2 separate regions of the Mus musculus genome follow, and region 1 is linked to region 2. A link is a contact called in public promoter capture Hi-C data. All regions are on one chromosome and are shown on one strand. The core of a region is the stretch at or near the end of the contact, and the rest is flanking DNA. Distances in the headings are between cores, read along the strand shown. Region 1 holds the start of Kctd11 (potassium channel tetramerisation domain containing 11). Region 2 overlaps Dnah2 (dynein, axonemal, heavy chain 2).

Region 1 (5,667 bases), core at 480-2,979, 350 kb before region 2:
CTTCTTGATCTCTATGCAGAACTCTCTTCTGGCCTGCGAGTTTCTCCTCCAAAATGGGGCGAATGTGAACCAAGCAGACAGTGCCGGCCGGGGTCCTCTCCACCATGCCACCATTCTTGGTCACACAGGGTAGGGAGCCATGGAAATGGCACCATGGGGAGGAAGCTTTCTGGGAGTGAAATTGGGGGATGCCTGTTGCTGAATTTAGCTCTCTTCTCTAGGCTCGCTTGCCTGTTCCTGAAACGGGGTGCTGATCTGGGGGCTCGAGACACAGAAGGCAGGGACCCTCTGACTATCGCAATGGAAACCACTAATGCTGACATCGTAACCCTGTGAGTATGCCGAAGGGGCAGACTGATGCTTGGACAGTCCTCGTTGGGGTGAGACTAACGTCAAAACCTGACTTGGAGGGTGAGGTCTGGGGTGTGTGTGTGTGTGTGTGTGTGTGTGGAGAGGGGTGTGGAGCAGGAGCATGGACCAGTTGGGTGAGATACTGAGAGTTCACCTGGGGAGCCATTATTAGGACACCAACATTGCAAAAATGTTCGTGAGTGTAAGCTTTTATCTTTAAGCACTAGTTATGGACAGACATTTTTAAGGAGTGACACAACTCAAGAATTGGACAGAGGATGGGGATTTGGCGAAGTTCCAGGTCTTTTACTCCTTAATCCCCACCCTTCAGGCTACGATTGGCAAAGATGAGGGAGGCTGAAGCGGCCCAGGGCCAGGCAGGTAAAGTAACCACGTATTTCACCCCGACCCCGACCCCAGGTCCATACCGAAATGCCTGACCCCTTAGTACCCAACTGCATTAATACCATTGTTTATTCAACAAACATGTTTTGGGCACAGCGAACGTGCCTGACCTGTGGAACAAAGGTACTGTACTTAGGATGCACCCACACTTTAAAGTGCTTACCCTGCCAGGACCACCCCTACTGTGTAGCCCGGCTGTCCAGCCTCCCAGTCTTTCCTCTGATTTCCTTAGGAGACGAGACGTATCTCGACATATTCCGAGACTTCTCCCTCATGGCGTCGGACGACCCAGAGAAACTGAGCCGTCGCAGTCACGACCTCCATACTCTGTGATTCCAGGCTCCTCCCCACCCTGCCCCATTGAAGTCTCCATTAAAGTCTCTCAGCTTGGCTTCTTTCTTAGTTCATTTACTGTGCGCCACCTGGGGGCCCGGCAGAGTGTTTGGCACACTGGCCACCCAGGTGCGGGTAGCCGTGGTTACTCAAGAGGCTAGGGTTTCTCTAAAGGAGGAAGTTGACTAGCACCCGGTGGCTTGGCGGGAGGGGCTTTCGAGCCCAGGGGACCAGGGAAGCCACCGCGTGGGAACCTGGGCTCGCTGGGATGGCCCGAAGGCATCCCGGGAATGCGATGGCTCAGCATCCGCCCCCTCGGGAGTTCCCGACCGGGATCCAACCCGGAGACGTGGATTCTCTCAGACTAGAAGGATGGACTGGAGACTCCATCCTCGACTAAGTTGTACTAGTGAGGTCATGCACATCTGCAGGGAACGCGGGGCCGTCGCGGCCACATCCGCAACGAAGCCTGTGAATCATTCCACCCCCGCTCCAGTCGGCCGGTCCAGCCTGTTCGCCCCATCTCTCGCACTGGCAAGGCCGGCTCCCACCCATAGCAGAGCCCGGCCAGCCCACGGGGGCGTAGGGCGGGGCGCTAAGGGGCGGGACTGTCGCTTAAAGGGCCACTGACCGCTGCCCTTAGGCCACTTCCTGGGGGTGGAGAGGACCTCAGTGCCTGCTGCGACAACCCAGGAAGGCGGTAACGCCCGAGCCCTGAGACACTGTTCCCAACAGAGTCCCGGGACACTCTCAGCTCTGACTGCAAGAGCATCGCCTCTCCCAAGCCATACAGAACTGCTGGCTACCGGCTCCTATCAGTTGCGCCTCCATCTTTTGGGACACACGCCCCTAACCCTGGCTGGGCCTCTGAACAGGTCCTCGGAACCCGACGTGGACTCTACAACTACAAAAGCTCAGAAACTCAAACTGATCCTTTCAGCGTCCGACCGGTGCTCACCACCGTCACCTGCTGGTTGAATTTCGGAAACCCACTGTCTGAAGAGTACAGGAGGGAATCGCTGACCACGCACAATCAGAAGCGTCTGGACCAAAAGCTCCCTGATCCTGTCTGGCTGCCGTCTGTTCCTTTCATCGGTTCTTTCATCCTCTCGGGGATTTTTGTGTCCTGAAGCCCCCAACCACCACCAAAGTAGCTTGGGTGAGCTACAAACTTTACTGTCTTGTTCTCCAACCTCTGCCTCCAACTTAGCAAGTCTGAACGTTACCACCCAATTCTTTCCAAACCCCCAAATATCTGCTTTTTCCTTCTCCTTGCCTGTCTCTTATATTACCCAAAATTTCCCCCCCTCCTGTGTCCTCTTTACCCCCTTCCTTTGGGGGTCCCGTGACCCTAAATGTGGGGGGAACACTATATTCCACTACACTGGAGACCCTGACTCGCTTCCCAGATTCCATGCTGGGGGCCATGTTTAGGGCTGACACCCTAATGCCAGCCAACCTTAACCCGCAAGGAGATGGCCATTACTTCATCGACAGGGATGGCAAGGCTTTCCGGCACATCCTCAATTTTTTGCGGCTAGGCCGTCTGGACCTGCCCCGTGGGTACGGAGAAACTGCCCTTCTTAAGGCAGAGGCTGACTTCTACCAGATCCGGCCCCTCCTGGATGCCCTGCGGGAATTGGAAGCCTCTCGGGGTACACCTGCATCCACAGCCGCCCTACTCCATGCAGATGTAGATGTCAGCCCCCGCCAGGTGCACTTCTCCGCTCGAAGGGGCCCCCACCACTATGAGCTGAGCTCTGTCCAGGTGGACACCTTCCGAGCCAACCTCTTCTGCACTGACCCTGAGTGTCTGGCTGCCATGCGCAACAGATTTGGTGTGGCCATTGGGGACAGGGCAGAAGGAGGTCCACATTTTCGGCTAGAGTGGGCCTCCCGCCCCCAGGAACTCCCTGAAGTAGAGTATCAAAGACTGGGGCTGCAGCCACTGTGGACTGGGGGGCCAGAAGATCGTCGGGAGGTAGCGAACACGCCTACATTCCTGGAGGAGGTGCTACGGGTGGCTCTGGAACATGGCTTCCGCCTGGACTCTGTCTTCCCAGACCCTGAAGACCTTCTGAACTCTAGATCCTTGCGCTTTGTGCGCCACTGAGGGTGCTGCCCTCCACTTGACTGCAGAGGAGGGGGATGAGTCAGCCAAGGGGCCTGTGGCTCTTCTAAAACCTCTTTCTAGTACTGGTGTGGTAGCTATGAAAGTCAGGGATTCCACCATACCTGGCCAGAGCCTAGAGCTGGGGTTCCCAGATCGAGCTGCCCCCTTCCACCCCACAAGACTCACGAATGGTCCAGAAGGTCTACGCGGGGGCTTATCCTGGGAAAGCATCGTGGATTCTCTAGCCTGTTTTTGCTTGAGGATGGGTCCTCTGTATTCAGAAGTGTGGCAAAGTAAGATAGCACCTCTTTGCCCAGGCTAAACCTAGCAGAGCTCTGGCGGGTTGAGCACTAGGTGGGAGGACTTTGACTTATCAAATGTAACCTGCTCCCTAGACTGTGGTTTCCTTTACTGGAGCTGACATCTTATCCTACAGTAACCATTAAGAGGCCAGGACTCTCTGGGAGGTTTCTTTACTATGTTCCAAGCCACCTATTGTGGGACACTCCATCCTAGGGTGACATAGGGAGCAAGGAGAACCTCCATCAACACGGGGGCTAGAGCTCCCTTCTGGAATTCCAGAGGATCCTGTATGGAAGTGGGGCTGGACCATGGTGTCCAGAGGCCTCTTTCATGTGTGTGCGCCTGCCAGTCAATAGATCTGATGCTGCCTGGCTCCCTGCTGTCTTGGTTCCCATCAGTGTTGCTGACTCCTGTGCTTGTGTATTGGTCCTTCTGTGATCTTGGCCTGTCCAGGCCTGTTTGGGGTTGCTTAGAAACTCTCCAGGCTCAGGTACTTCTGTGGTATGTGTAAAAGCAGATTCAGATTTAGTTTAATCATAGGGTGTGTGTGTATGTGTGTGTGTGTGTGTGTGTGTGTTTGCATGTGTGTTTATGCCTGCGCTGCCACGTAGGCAGGAGGGCCTTGTTTGAGTTTGAGTCACACTAGGCCCTTCCTATGAGAGGTAAAAGCCTCTGGGCTTAGCTGGGCCTCTGAGACCTCTGGGAGCTCTTGGTTGCTGAGACAACCATGAGCCTGTTGCTAGGAAATAGCTGGGTAAGGAAGGCCTAAGGCTGTCCTGGGCAGCCAGGAGCTAGAGTTGGGAGAGTCGGGGAGGGTGTGGGAAGGATAGCATTTCTGGGTTCCTGGGCGGATGGGATACACACATAAACATGGTCATCATTGGGTGGAGTCATTCATCTATCACTGTGACTTACAAGAAGAAAAATAAATTGCTTTCAGAACCATGACGTGTAAAGGCCACTATCCCCTTGCAACAGAAACCCTGATTTATCCGTCCTAGAGATACGTTTTAGCCTCCAGTTCTTGGGGGCCCAGGGGTGGCTCTACCGGAGCCGAGGGGTAAGACAATGGCATTGTTCTGGATCAGTCTAGAACCTCCGACATGAAGGGTCAGAATCTGGATCTCAGAGAATTCTGACTCTTCCCTGGTCTGAGGGGGTCCAACTCCTTCCATACCCCAGCAGGCTTCATGTGGGTGCTGGCTCTGGGTGGGGCTTTCTTGGCCGTGGCCAAGGCTTGTATCTTCTGTCGTCTCCAAGATCATGCCTTGGCAAACCGCCTGGCTCAGCTCAATAACCAGACGAAGCCGAAGTGGAAATGGAAGGAATGGGCTTCCCCAGATTTCTCGGCCTTTGCCTTAGGTAATATCAGATATGCAAGGTTAGCTCAGCAATAGTCACCACTGGATCCTAAGGGGGCTGGCGCCCGAGCTCCTAGCTGTGCATCTCAGCCATTGCTTCAGTCCATAGCCCTTTCTGGACACACTAGCCTCTCTCTCTCTTTGGAAGAACTCTGTGCCCTAGGAAATAGGAAAACAAAAAAACAAAAGACAACACAAAACCCCCCAAAACTCTAGAGCCTACTCTAGCTCCTTCTTGTCCATCTCCACAGATGAGGTCTCAATGAAGCAAGTCACAGAGAAAACTCACCGAGTCCTGAGAGTCATAGGTGAGGTCTGGAGAAAACGGACACTTTGAGACTTAGGAAGACCCAAGACGAGACGGGATATGGGGGGAGGGGAGGTGAAGAGAGGGACCGATCTGGGAGGGGGCCTGGAAGGCAGCTCCGATGAGGTCTAGGGCAATATAGCTGTGCTGTGCCTCTCCAGAGAAAAAAGGATCCACCTCCTTGATTCCATTATACTGGCAATGGCTTCAGAAGACCAGGATCCCCCAGTACACCAGGGAAGGTATTGATGGGGAGGGTACCAAGGAGACGCCTAGGATTTGTAGCCCCGTGGGGCATGACTGAACAAGTCAGCCACTGCTCCTTGCTTTTCATTGCAGCTCTTTGTGCTCCTGTCTGCCGTGAGTAAAAGAAAAGGCCGTGGAGCCCCCTGGGGAGCGAAGAGAGTAGGGCGACGGCCTGAGGAGCTTGGGCGGCTGGGAGGAAGGGGTTGGAGGCGGTGGCTTCGCTTGCCAGCGCTGCTCCTATTGTCTCC
Region 2 (5,276 bases), core at 525-3,024:
TGAGACCCTGTCCCAAAAACCACTATTTTAAAATAATATATATCTAAGCCGGGAGGTGATGATACACACCTTTTATCCCAGCACTCGGGAGGCAGAAGGCAGGTGGATCTCTATGAGTTTGAAGCCAGTCTGGGCTACAGAGTGAGGTCCAGGACAGCCAGGGCTACACAGAGAAACCCTGTCTCAAAAAAAAAAAAAAAACAAAAAACCAAAAAACCAAAAAAACAAACCCCCAACCCCTATATATATATATATATATATATCAACAGTAATGATGAAGAAAGTAATAAAGGAGATTCATAGACATAAGAATCCTTTATTAAACTATAGTAATTAAAACAGTTAATACTAGGGCAGGAGTATAAATGATGAATAGCAGCATTAAAGGAATGTATAAAAATAGATATGAGTGGGTTGGAAAGATGGCTCAGAGGTTAAGAGCACTGACTGCTCTTCCAGAGGGCCTGAGTTCAATTCCCAGCAACCACATGGTGGCTCATAACCATCTGCAGTGGGATTTGATGCCCTCTTCTGGTGTGTCTGAAGACAGCGACAGTGTACTCACATACATATAATAAATAAAATCTTGAGAGAGAGAGAGAGAGAGAGAGAGAGAGAGAGAGAGAGAGACAGATCCATTTAACTTGCTACAACAGTAGATGAGAGATTTTACTGTATTCTCCAGGTTAGGGTGGCTAGTTTAAACTTCCTTTAAAAAATGACTACGCACAGTAGCTTAGTGGAACCTTCAGGAGGCCCTGCACTCAATCCCCAGCACAGAAAGGGAAAAAAAGAGTCATGTCTCTCGGCATTCTGATTTTAGACTCCAAGGAGTGTCTCCTCCTGCCATGCCCACGCCTTTCTCCACTGTGATGCTCTGTGCCCTGTCACACCGTTAGCCAAAATAAACCCTTCTTCACTGGGGCAGGGGTAGAGGTGGGAGTGGGGGAGTCCATAACCTAGTATCTGATAAAAGGGGCAAAGAGTGAGACCTGGGACATGAAGGCAGCTCACAGCCCAGGATCCACAGAACACAGGGAAAAGGCATAATCAAATCTAGTGAATTTCACAAACAGGTGTGAACCCTAAACTGTGCTGAAGCTCCAAGTTCCTTCTCTTCCCGCACTTGGTTGGGGGAAAACCTTGGAGCATTCCAAACATCCCCCAAGAGGTTTGTCATTTAACAAAGATTTGCTATTGCCTTAAATTAGCCTTAACCACGTGCCCCTCCTCACACAAGTCTCTCAGGCTACAGAAAAGAGAATAACATAAAATACCTAATCCTTTCACTTTACCTTCAAGAGGCAAAATAAACTGGCCTCTCCCAGTGGGGCATCAAGAAGTCGCCCACAGTGTGCTAGAGCCAAAAGAGTGAATTGACAAAGCTGCTCAGGCATGAGCAAAATGGGGCGAAATTGCATGGCAACGGCGGGCACATTATACCAAGGACAAAGGGAAGAAAAAAAAAAAAAAGAACAAAGCGCGTATACAGGAGGGAGATCTAACCCAAGGAAGGAGGCTCCTCACAACAGCCACGGTGCAACTCGATACCAACATGAATTCAGTCTCTACGAGATGATAAAAGGTGGAAGGAGATGAAAGGGGGAGGTGGGGCACGGATCTTAGGGAACGAATAAGGCAGCGTGCTACAAAACCAGATGAGAAATGGCGGGGAACTGAATAGCTGTGGTTGAAAATCCGTCACCGACTGAGCGCAAGGCTGAGGCAGCCGCCGTTCATGAGAAAGAAAAGGCCGGACACATTAATGCAATTAGGGAGACGCGAATAGACACGAGGGATGGGCACAGCCCAGCTGCAGGAGTAGACAGCCGTCACAGTGTGGATTTAGAGAGAACATACAAAGAATTTTCCTGAGATGCACAAGGAACGGCGTCTGGGAGTGAGAAGGCTGCGCTGTTGCTGCTTACCGACGGCCTCTCACGTTAATGTCAGCGTGCATTTTAGTTTCAGCACTGAAATGTAAGGATGCCAGTTCTGGGGAACATTATGGCGTTCCACCGAGAACATTTAGCTTCAACCTAATAACAAGCATTTAGATAAATCCAAATTAAGGGACATTTGAAAAACATCTGGCTTGATTCTTAGAGTGATTGATAGTACAACGTAAAAGAGAAAGCCCGACATGATGGTACATGCTTGTAATCCTGTCACCTGAGAGGCTAAAACAGGAGGACACACACACACACACACACACACACACACACACACACACACACAGAGGATAGCAAAGGATAGGAGTTGTTGAAATGAAAGGAGGTTGTAGGAAACAGAGGCAGGAAGGAGTATTAGGAGTTCCAGGCCAGCCTGAGTATGAAACTCTGTCTATACCCCACCAAAAAAACCTAAACAAACAAACAAACAAACAAAAATGCACCTCAAACACCACACACTCACACACTCACTCACACACACACACTCACTCACACACACACACTCACTCACACACACTCACACACACACACTCACTCATTCACACACACACACACACACACACACACACTCACACACTCTCTCTCTCTCACACACACACACACAGAGGCTAGGCATGGTGGTACATACCTTTAATTTCAGCATTAGGGAGATAGAGGTGGAAGGATTCTGTGAGTTGAAAGCCATCCTAATTTATGTAGCAGTGTATTCTAGACCAGGGCTTACATAGTGAGACCCTGTTTCAGAAGAGAAACAGCAGCAACAACAAAATAAGACGATGGATAGCCCTGGGCGGGATATGGATGGGGAGGAAGAGATCCAGCTATACGTGACATCATTTGGACAACTGGAGGAAGTTAAATGTGGACATATATTGTATTAGATAAATTTTTCTATCACCATAATTACAGTAATTTTAGAAGATACAGGCCAAGCATTAAGGGTGTGGCATCTGGATGCCTGCAGCTCACAAAGGCTCAGGTATAAAGAGGGGACAGACAGATGGAGCATTGACATTGAATCCAGGAGGCAAGGATATTTTGTTAACTTTATTTTTCTTGAAAATTTTCTACGAGTTGGAGTTTTTTGAAAATAAAAATTGAAAGAGCCGGGGGTGGTGGCCCAGGTCTGCAGTCGCAGCTGCTAGAAAGCAGAGGCAGAATTTCTGCAATCGTGAGTTCACAGCTGAGACTCAAAAAAAAAAAAAAAAAAAAAAAAGGAAGAAAGAAAGAAAGAAAGAAAAAAAATCGAACATGCGTACATGCACACAACTGAGGGCCGGAATATGGTTCAGTAGGTCATGGTATTTTCTACACAAGCCTAATAATCAGGGTCTGTTCCCCGAATTCTCGGTGGAAGGAGAGAAATGGCTCCCCAAAGATGCCCTCATCTCTACATGTGTGCCCTGACAAAACATGCATATACTTGCGTTCTCTCTTTCTCTCTCTTTCTTTCTTTCTCTCTCTCTCTCTCTCTCGTGCACATGTGCACACACACAGACACACACACATTATCCTCATCACCATCTCCATGATCATCACAATATAAAATAAATAGAAAGTTGGGTAGCAATGTGCTTTCATAGTAGAGCTTATACTTAGCATCTGTGAAGTTAAGGAATCCGTTCCCAGCATGGGAAAAACAACAACCACAACCACAACAACCACAACAGCAAGGGATCATTCTGAGGTGTCCCTGGGTGAGAGACATTTATTTGGAGCTTAACAATCCTCATAGCAACTTCAGATTCTTCTTATTCTATTAAATTCAAACAAAAATTAGATGCAAAACCTTTAAAAAAGGGATTCTCCGTTATCTCTATGTGTGTGTTGGTCAAACATTTTCATCTCTGACAAATACCGGAGCAAACTCTTTTTTTTTTTTTTTGGCTTTGTCTTCTAAGTGAGAAAAGCTACAGACTTGTGAACGTGGGCTACAGCAGCACTCAGCCCAGGTGAAAATGAATGGTAAATGCCAGTCAGGGGAAAGGGTACGCAGACTGAAACTTGGTGTGAGGTGCACACCTGTAACCTTGCCCCAGAGGGACAGGCAGCGGATCTCAGTTCAAGGTTACCCTCAGCCATGTAGTAAGTTCTAGGACAGTTTGAGACCCTGAAAATAAAAAATAAAAAACTGAAATAAGAAAGCCTAGAAAAGTTTTTCTTTTTTCTTTTGTTTGTTTGTCTTTTGAGACAGGATTTCTCTGTGTAACAGCCCTAGCTATCCCGGAACTTACTATGTAGATCAGACTTAACATGGAACTCACAGAGTTCCACCTGCCTCTGCCACCGGAGTGCTGGGATTAAATTAAAGGTGGGTGCCACCACCGAGGCCTAGATAATTCTGACTTGCGATCTTCTTCCTGGATCTCTCTTACTTCTCCCTGTTTTTTCAATGGCTGAAATAAAATCTCTATTCTATCCTGTCCATTTACTCACTCAGCCAACACATCTATTGATCATCTACCATATGCTAGACATAGTGTGTTAGACTCTTAGTTGAACAAAATAAAGTCTGTGCCCCCGGGGCATGTTTTATCCGTCCCCCTCCCCAACATCTGTGGCTATGGCATCTACACCAGGAAGCATAGGTAGGGACAGCACTAAGAGCTCAGCCTGCCTCTCCCAAGGGGAGCCTCAGAGACCTTTGGGCATCCTGGAGACTGAACTCTGATCTCTCGCCTGCAGACGCAGAATCAGATTGTGTACTTCATTCGACAAGCCCCAGTTCCCATCACCCCAGAGAACTTCGAGGAGACTGTGCAGTATGGGACGGTGCGGGGTGCCTACATCCCGGCTTTGCTCCGGCTGCTCAGCGGTGTCTACGTCCCCCAGATTTTTATGAATAAGTCTTGGCCTGAGAGCATCCGGAATCATTTTGTTTCACACCTGCATAGGTTTTTGGCCTCTCTGACAGGTAAGCAAGAGGCTGGCGTGGCTGGCTTCTCCATGCTGGGGTTGTGAGGCGCTGGGCAATTCATCAGTACCAGCTTCCCCCAACCCCCTCTGGCACTAAGGCCTCACGTGTGCACAATCTCTACCACAGATCCACACCACCAACTCTATTACTAACATTCATATTAAAATATCAAAAGTACTTCTTTTCAGCACTGAGATCAGACTGGAACTCACCTTGTTGACCCTCCTGGCCTTGAACTCAACAGAGATCTGCCTACTTGTGCTTCCCTAGTGCTAGGATTAAAGGCATGCACCAACAGGCACGGCTATGCTGAGTGGCTGTTGCACAATAAAGTTCTAGTCCCAGCCTTTAAAAGACTCTTTGGAGTGAAATCTCTCTGTGCGTACCACCCATATGCATGTGGTACG

The links. Promoter capture Hi-C pulls out the DNA fragments that hold promoters and counts their contacts.
Region 1: a promoter capture Hi-C map of neural stem cells shows a contact between it and region 2. The contact joins the promoter of Kctd11 here to the enhancer-like site in region 2. A contact is called at or near these places in 1 of 39 promoter capture datasets (neural stem cells), 2 of 115 datasets of contacts at active chromatin or transcription factors (bone marrow-derived macrophages and double positive thymocytes) and 1 of 9 other capture datasets (embryonic stem cells).

The regions. Positions count from the first base shown.
Region 1 is chr11:69,877,047-69,882,713 of GRCm38.p6, reverse strand. It overlaps Kctd11 (potassium channel tetramerisation domain containing 11), which reads left to right and starts at 1,729. Exons shown (of 1, transcript NM_153143.4): 1 at 1,729-4,450. The coding sequence starts at 2,504. The coding sequence ends at 3,202. It overlaps Acap1 (ArfGAP with coiled-coil, ankyrin repeat and PH domains 1), which reads left to right. Exons shown (of 22, transcript NM_153788.3): 19 at 20-129; 20 at 222-332; 21 at 683-732; 22 at 989-1,147. The coding sequence ends at 1,089. Mir6924 (microRNA 6924) reads left to right here and starts at 620; the gene lies at 620-682. It overlaps Tmem95 (transmembrane protein 95), which reads left to right and starts at 4,659. Exons shown (of 7, transcript NM_001195710.2): 1 at 4,659-4,867; 2 at 5,118-5,174; 3 at 5,335-5,415; 4 at 5,513-5,533. The coding sequence starts at 4,696.
Region 2 is chr11:69,523,764-69,529,039 of GRCm38.p6, reverse strand. It overlaps Dnah2 (dynein, axonemal, heavy chain 2), which reads left to right. Exons shown (of 86, transcript NM_001081330.1): 5 at 4,638-4,866. Among named protein-coding and RNA genes, the nearest start is that of Dnah2, 23 kb to the left of the region's middle. Within about 2 kb of position 1,774, at least 80 of the 459 cell types and tissues checked have an H3K27ac peak or open chromatin away from gene starts, as enhancers often do. A contact at or near this core is called in neural stem cells, where this site is marked.